2 separate regions of the Arabidopsis thaliana genome follow, and region 2 is linked to region 1. Evidence: chromatin contacts called from public ChIA-PET data. All regions are on one chromosome and are shown on one strand. Each heading gives the region's core, a stretch centred on a gene start, on an enhancer-like site or on the middle of the called end of the contact. The rest is flanking DNA. Distances are from core to core; before and after follow the strand shown.

The links. ChIA-PET counts read pairs in DNA pulled down with a chosen protein or histone mark.
Region 2: an H3K4me3 ChIA-PET map of shoot shows a contact between it and region 1, with 11 read pairs. The contact joins the promoter of ACL here to the promoter of XLG1 in region 1. A contact is called at or near these places in 1 of 26 Hi-C or Micro-C datasets (vegetative nucleus) and 1 of 2 datasets of contacts at active chromatin or transcription factors (shoot).

The regions. Positions count from the first base shown.
Region 1 is chr2:9,994,028-9,996,862 of TAIR10.1, reverse strand. XLG1 (extra-large G-protein 1) reads right to left here and starts at 1,398. Exons shown (of 7, transcript NM_127910.3): 1 at 91-1,398; 2 at 1-3. The coding sequence starts at 1,164.
Region 2 is chr2:10,042,390-10,045,594 of TAIR10.1, reverse strand. It overlaps ACL (acetone-cyanohydrin lyase), which reads left to right and starts at 1,755. Exons shown (of 3, transcript NM_001335856.1): 1 at 1,755-2,328; 2 at 2,771-2,905; 3 at 2,989-3,205. The coding sequence starts at 1,909. It overlaps MES3 (methyl esterase 3), which reads left to right. Exons shown (of 3, transcript NM_127925.3): 2 at 666-800; 3 at 904-1,416. The coding sequence ends at 1,185.

The DNA.
Region 1 (2,835 bases), core at 149-2,648:
TTCCTGTAGAACCCCAACATCATATATATATATATAAGAAACAATAGAAACTAAGACACAAAACTCAAAAGAACAGTAAATATTCCTCACCTTTCCCCAAAGTCCAGACACTTTATCATACCAATAGTCCCCTGGTTTCAGCTTCTTAGGAGGATTAGAACAAGTCTGAAGTGTAACCAGCTCTTCAGGGTAAAGAGGTTGTCCATTAACATACACATACTCAGCTGGTAACTGATTAGCTTCACAAAACCTCTCAGTCTTCATAATCTGTTTAACCTCCAAATCATTAAGCAACCTCTTAAGCATCCTAGAGCATTTCCCTAAACTCCCTCGCTTCGATTCATCAATAGGAAAGCCAATACAAGTAACACATTTCCTTCCTTCAGGCATAGAACCCATAGCTCTAAGCACACAGCTATTACAATACTTAGCATCACAAACTAAACACACTTCCTTCTCCGTAAACCTACTCCCTTTAAAACACCGATAACAAGAACCCTTCTTACCTTTCGTCTGCGGCTGTTTCTTAACCGGTACAACCCGAACCCGCCTCAGGTTACTACAACTCTCCTCTTCCTCAAATCCATCATCAGAAGCAATACCCAAGAAAGTAACAACTGGTTGCTTCTTACCATCACCATTAGTCTCACTAACACAATCTCCAGTAACACGAGACGACGGGTAATCCATACTCAAAACTGACTCATTCGATTCCCAATCCGGTACTAACGGATTCGAAGACGACTCATTCAAGTCTAAACTCTCTTTCACTGAACAAGACCTCAACAATAACTCTCCAGAGCTACTCAATTCACAATCCTCACCATCACCACCTTCTTCTTCTTCTTCTTCCTCAGTATGTTCAATAACCGAAGTAGGAGAAACAGTGATTGAATCAGAAACCAATTCAAGCTGATTAGATCCACAATTAGCTATAACAGAAGTAGGAGAAACCGAATCTATCAGAAACTTTTTACTCTCTACTGATAAAATCGGTTGAATCACAGGGAAAGACATGTTATCGGAAATACAAACCGGAGAAACAACGGCGGCGACTGGGATTTTCTCGACGTTAATAGGAACAGCACAAGGGATATTGTATGATAATGGTGGACCATCGTATTCTTCAGCGAATAAACAACAATCATCTTCTTTCAATGGCATTTTCAAGAAGAAGAAGAAAAACCCTAGCTTTTGCTTCAGAACTAAGCAAACAAACACCAACAAGAACAGGTAAAAATACACAAAATCAAAGAAGAATCATTTTTTTAGGGTTCTTCTTGAGGAGCTTCTTCACAAGTGGGAGAGAGAACCAAAAGAAAAGGAGAATGGAGAAGAAGAAAGTGATTGAGAAAAAGATGAAGAAGAAAGAAAGAACCACTAGTAGCTGGAATCTTGTCCGATAATATTTTTTTGGTTTTAAGTTTGCTTTTTGGGAGGAAGAGAAAAACGTGGGACCCAGTTTAAGATGGGATTAGGGACAAAACCGAAATTGTCTTATTCGACGTCGTTACGAGATCGGAATTTGAGCTGTCTGATCACGTGGGATCCATGAACAGTAAAAACACTCTGAATTCTCTGATTTGGTCCGAAATTTACGGTGATATAAATATTGTTTTTGTTTTTTACTTCAGGGCTTGTGTATTTGTTGGGTTTCTGGTAAGCTTTGAAGTTGACATTTATATAAGCCCATTTGTGCATAATATTTGACTATGAGCTCATCAGTTTTTCATGGGACCATTAGCCCAGGAAGTTGCCCATATAGGCATAGCTACGGGAATATTTTCTGTGTGTGTGTGTCAGTGTGTGTCAGTGTGTGTCAAGGGGTCGAATTTTTGGATTATGGAATTTGTTTATGGTATGGAAACTTCGATTATTTTTGGATTGTTGGTGATCATATGATAAGTGATTGAACACTTGGAGCGAATCAAGTAAGGTTCATGTAGGTGTTTGGTGACAAACTGACGATCCATTTTTGTCTTTTCGGAGACTTCTCTGATTTTGTCTTCAACTCATGAAAGTGTCCGAGAAAACTAAAATAAATTGTTTTCAAATACCTTTTTACGCTCAAGTTAGAATGAGACAATATGATTGGATGGAAAATTTGTTTGATAAGAGGAAATATGGTGGTGATTTTCTAGGTTCATTCGGAAATTGACATGAAATCTACGGGAAGATAAACAAAAAAAGAAACACAATCAATTAAGTACTCTTTGTGAGCTTAAAATCTCGCATTTCTTAGTCCCTAATTTTTGTTTTGGAAATTTTCACTTTTTAGCTTAGTATCATTCTTCAAACTTTTGCAAATGTTTGTTTTGATGTGTATGCAAAATTGTTTAGACACGACCCAATCATGATTGTTTGATTTTTTTCTGAAATGTAAATGAGCGTAAAACTCCAAAATCACCTTGGAGCTAAATTTTTGAAAATTAGTCACCATTGCCCTCTTATACTATATTAGTGCAAGCGGTGACGATTATCTCGTGCTCATGATCTAGTCATTCCTAAAGACGTATTCACATTAATCTAGCAAAACTATTAGAGGATCCATATAAAGCCCAATATAATGTCTCATGAGTAACTTAAAAGCTCATGTAGTGGTCCATATAAATAGGATTAACAAGATAGTGACTCATCACTCATATATATAGTTATGTGATGAGAACTTTGATGATAACTTTAAGAGTTGTCTCAAAACAACTCCCTTTCTCATCTTTATGAAAGTAGTAATTGAATCATCGTGTTCTTTGTGATAACAAAGTAATCTTTCCTCTTTTAGTTTCTTTGAGTAATAAAGCTCTTAATGAGCTATCTAATTTCAGTTTTATATTTCTC
Region 2 (3,205 bases), core at 506-3,005, 48 kb before region 1:
GGGTTCATTTTGATGATTTTAGGTAAATTTAGGATTTTTAATGGTTTATTATGAAATCTTTTCAAATCCCATTTTAAAGCAAGGGATTTAGATTTGTCTTTTTTTTTTTAAGAGATTGGTATGCAAGTTTAAACAAAAAAAGCTACTAAAATCCCTTTAGAATAATTAAGAATCCAATACTTGAAGTGTTTTCAATAATAACGGATTTTAAAAAATAATATTTCAAATGCTTGATTGAATACACTTCCGCAAGACAACATCCCCTTTTAGTGGTTACCTTAGACCAACTCCAGCAGTAGTTTCTTAGTAGAAACTCATACAATTAACAAAAAAAAGAATTGAAAAGTTAATGAGAGAGAATCTCTAAAATTCATAATATTAGGATCGTTTCTATTACTCGTATACCTTGGTTTTTTGGTTTTTTAGATGTAAAAGTAAAATATTAATACTTTTTGTTTTTTAGAAACTACAAAAATTCTATACGCTGGAGTTGCTCTTACTTACATAACTGTTAAAAACTTTCAGAAAATGAAAATAAAACTACCTAATCTTATCCAACAAGTCATAGTTCTAACTGTTATTGACTTTACATGAAAACTTATAGCTTACATAATATTTTTGAATCTAACACCAAGTAATTCGGATATTTGACTGAAATCTAACAGCTAAGAAAAGAAACTTCACGAGAGGAATGGTTAGACACCGTGTTTACGAGCGAGAAACCTGATTTTCCTAGCGAGTTTTGGATTTTTGGACCAGAATTCATGGCCAAGAACTTGTATCAGTTGTCTCCAGTCCAAGTAAGACTCTTAGCTTCATAAGAACCTCTTTTTTTCAAGCACAAATAAGATTGTACTAGTAATCTATGTCAATCTTTTGTTGATTTTTGTTACGGTGAACTAGGATCTTGAATTGGCGAAAATGTTGGTGAGGGCAAACCCATTGATTAAGAAAGATATGGCAGAGAGAAGAAGCTTCAGTGAGGAAGGATACGGATCCGTTACACGTATATTTATTGTATGCGGAAAGGATCTTGTGTCACCCGAAGATTACCAGCGATCGATGATCAGCAACTTTCCCCCAAAAGAAGTAATGGAGATCAAAGACGCAGATCATATGCCAATGTTCTCCAAGCCTCAACAACTATGTGCTCTTCTCTTGGAGATTGCAAATAAATATGCCTAAATAAATCTGAAATATCATCATCACTGCATATCAATTACAAATTCAGTGTCCACCACAATAATAAGCCATATGAGAATACATAATGTATGAGAACTAAGCAAATGATAATATTCACAAGAATGGTTTTATGAATAATGATTCGTGAGCTAGATAACTATATTATTACCTGAAAATTATGTTTTATGGTTTCTCCATTGATTTAAACTTATAGGATACAGATTTATACACCATATTTCATGATAATCTCTATCAAAATAATGAATTTATAAGCAATCGAGTAAATACAAATATAGGCGCCGAATGGAGATGTACGGTACAACTGCGAATTTTTTTAAGTCATAAGTAATTTTTAAAAAATGTTATCTCTATTTTTAGTTACGAGTAATTGTTTTAATATTATATCAAAAATTAATATTATTGTCCAACTAGTGTGATTTGACCTGGTACATGACACGGAACAAACATCTAACACAACTTGTCAAGTTGTATATCACTGTAACATCAGCTTTAATTAGAAAGATACTTTTATTTTGCATTTTAATAAGTGTAAAGTTTCTTATCCGCAGAGCCAAAATGTCGCTTTTAAAAAGAAAAATTCCAAAGTTATTTCTTTATGCAAGAAAAAATTCGAAATTTTAATTATCACGTAAAATCATAAAAGAATCTCAAAGGAAAGCGACAATTTTGGAAAATTCAACGATAAGCTTTATAATTTTTCTACTTATGAGTGGATGTGTGAAGAGTAGGGAAAAAGTACGAAAGGAAAATATGAGTGAGGAGAAGAGGAAGCAACACTTCGTGCTAGTACATGGTGCGTGCCACGGCGCATGGTGCTGGTACAAGGTTAAGCCTCTTCTCGAGGCTTTGGGCCATCGTGTAACCGCCTTAGACCTAGCTGCTTCCGGTATAGACACAACCAGGTCAATCACTGACATTTCTACATGTGAACAATATTCTGAGCCATTGATGCAGCTAATGACTTCATTGCCGAATGATGAGAAGGTTGTACTCGTTGGTCATAGCTTTGGAGGTTTGAGTTTAGCCTTAGCCATGGATAAGTTTCCCGATAAAATCTCTGTCTCTGTCTTCGTGACTGCATTCATGCCCGACACCAAACACTCACCATCGTTCGTCGAGGAAAAGGTATATATCTCTTTTTAAAGCAGCCAAATTTTGTGTTCTGTTCTTAAATCCACCACCTGGAAGTCTTGACGGTCAAAACAACGTGGTCGTCCATTTTTAGCCAAAACCGTTACAAGATTGTAGCCAAAATGATTACAAAAATTGATCAACATAACGGTTCCTTTTGGTCTATATGTCCGATTGTTCAGTCTAGTCGGACAAAATCGAGATTTCCATTTCGCAGTCTTTTATAACTTGTGGCTTATATACTATAACCAATTAACCATAGATCATGTGTTAGACAATCTAATGTCCAAGTAGTGTCACTTTCGTGGTGATGAGTTAGTAATTTGTTTTAACATGTTTCATTTTCATGGTTGTTACTTCGTTAGAATTTTTAAAGGTAGTTAATTGTAATAAACGTGAAAATAAATATGATTTTTTCGTAATTACTATGAAAAAGTTTGCAAGCAGCATGACACCAGAAGGATGGATGGGCTCTGAGCTCGAGACATATGGTTCAGATAATTCCGGCTTGTCTGTGTTCTTCAGCACCGACTTCATGAAGCACCGTCTCTACCAACTTTCTCCTGTGGAGGTAATTTAAATTTATCATCATTTTTAACAAAACAAAAAAAGACTAATCATTTTCATGATAAATCGATGATTATCTTTATTTAGGATCTTGAGCTTGGATTGCTTCTAAAGAGGCCTAGTTCATTGTTTATTAATGAATTATCGAAGATGGAGAACTTTTCTGAGAAAGGGTATGGATCTGTTCCTCGAGCTTACATTGTGTGCAAAGAGGACAACATTATCTCGGAAGACCATCAACGATGGATGATCCATAATTATCCGGCGAATTTAGTGATTGAGATGGAAGAGACTGATCATATGC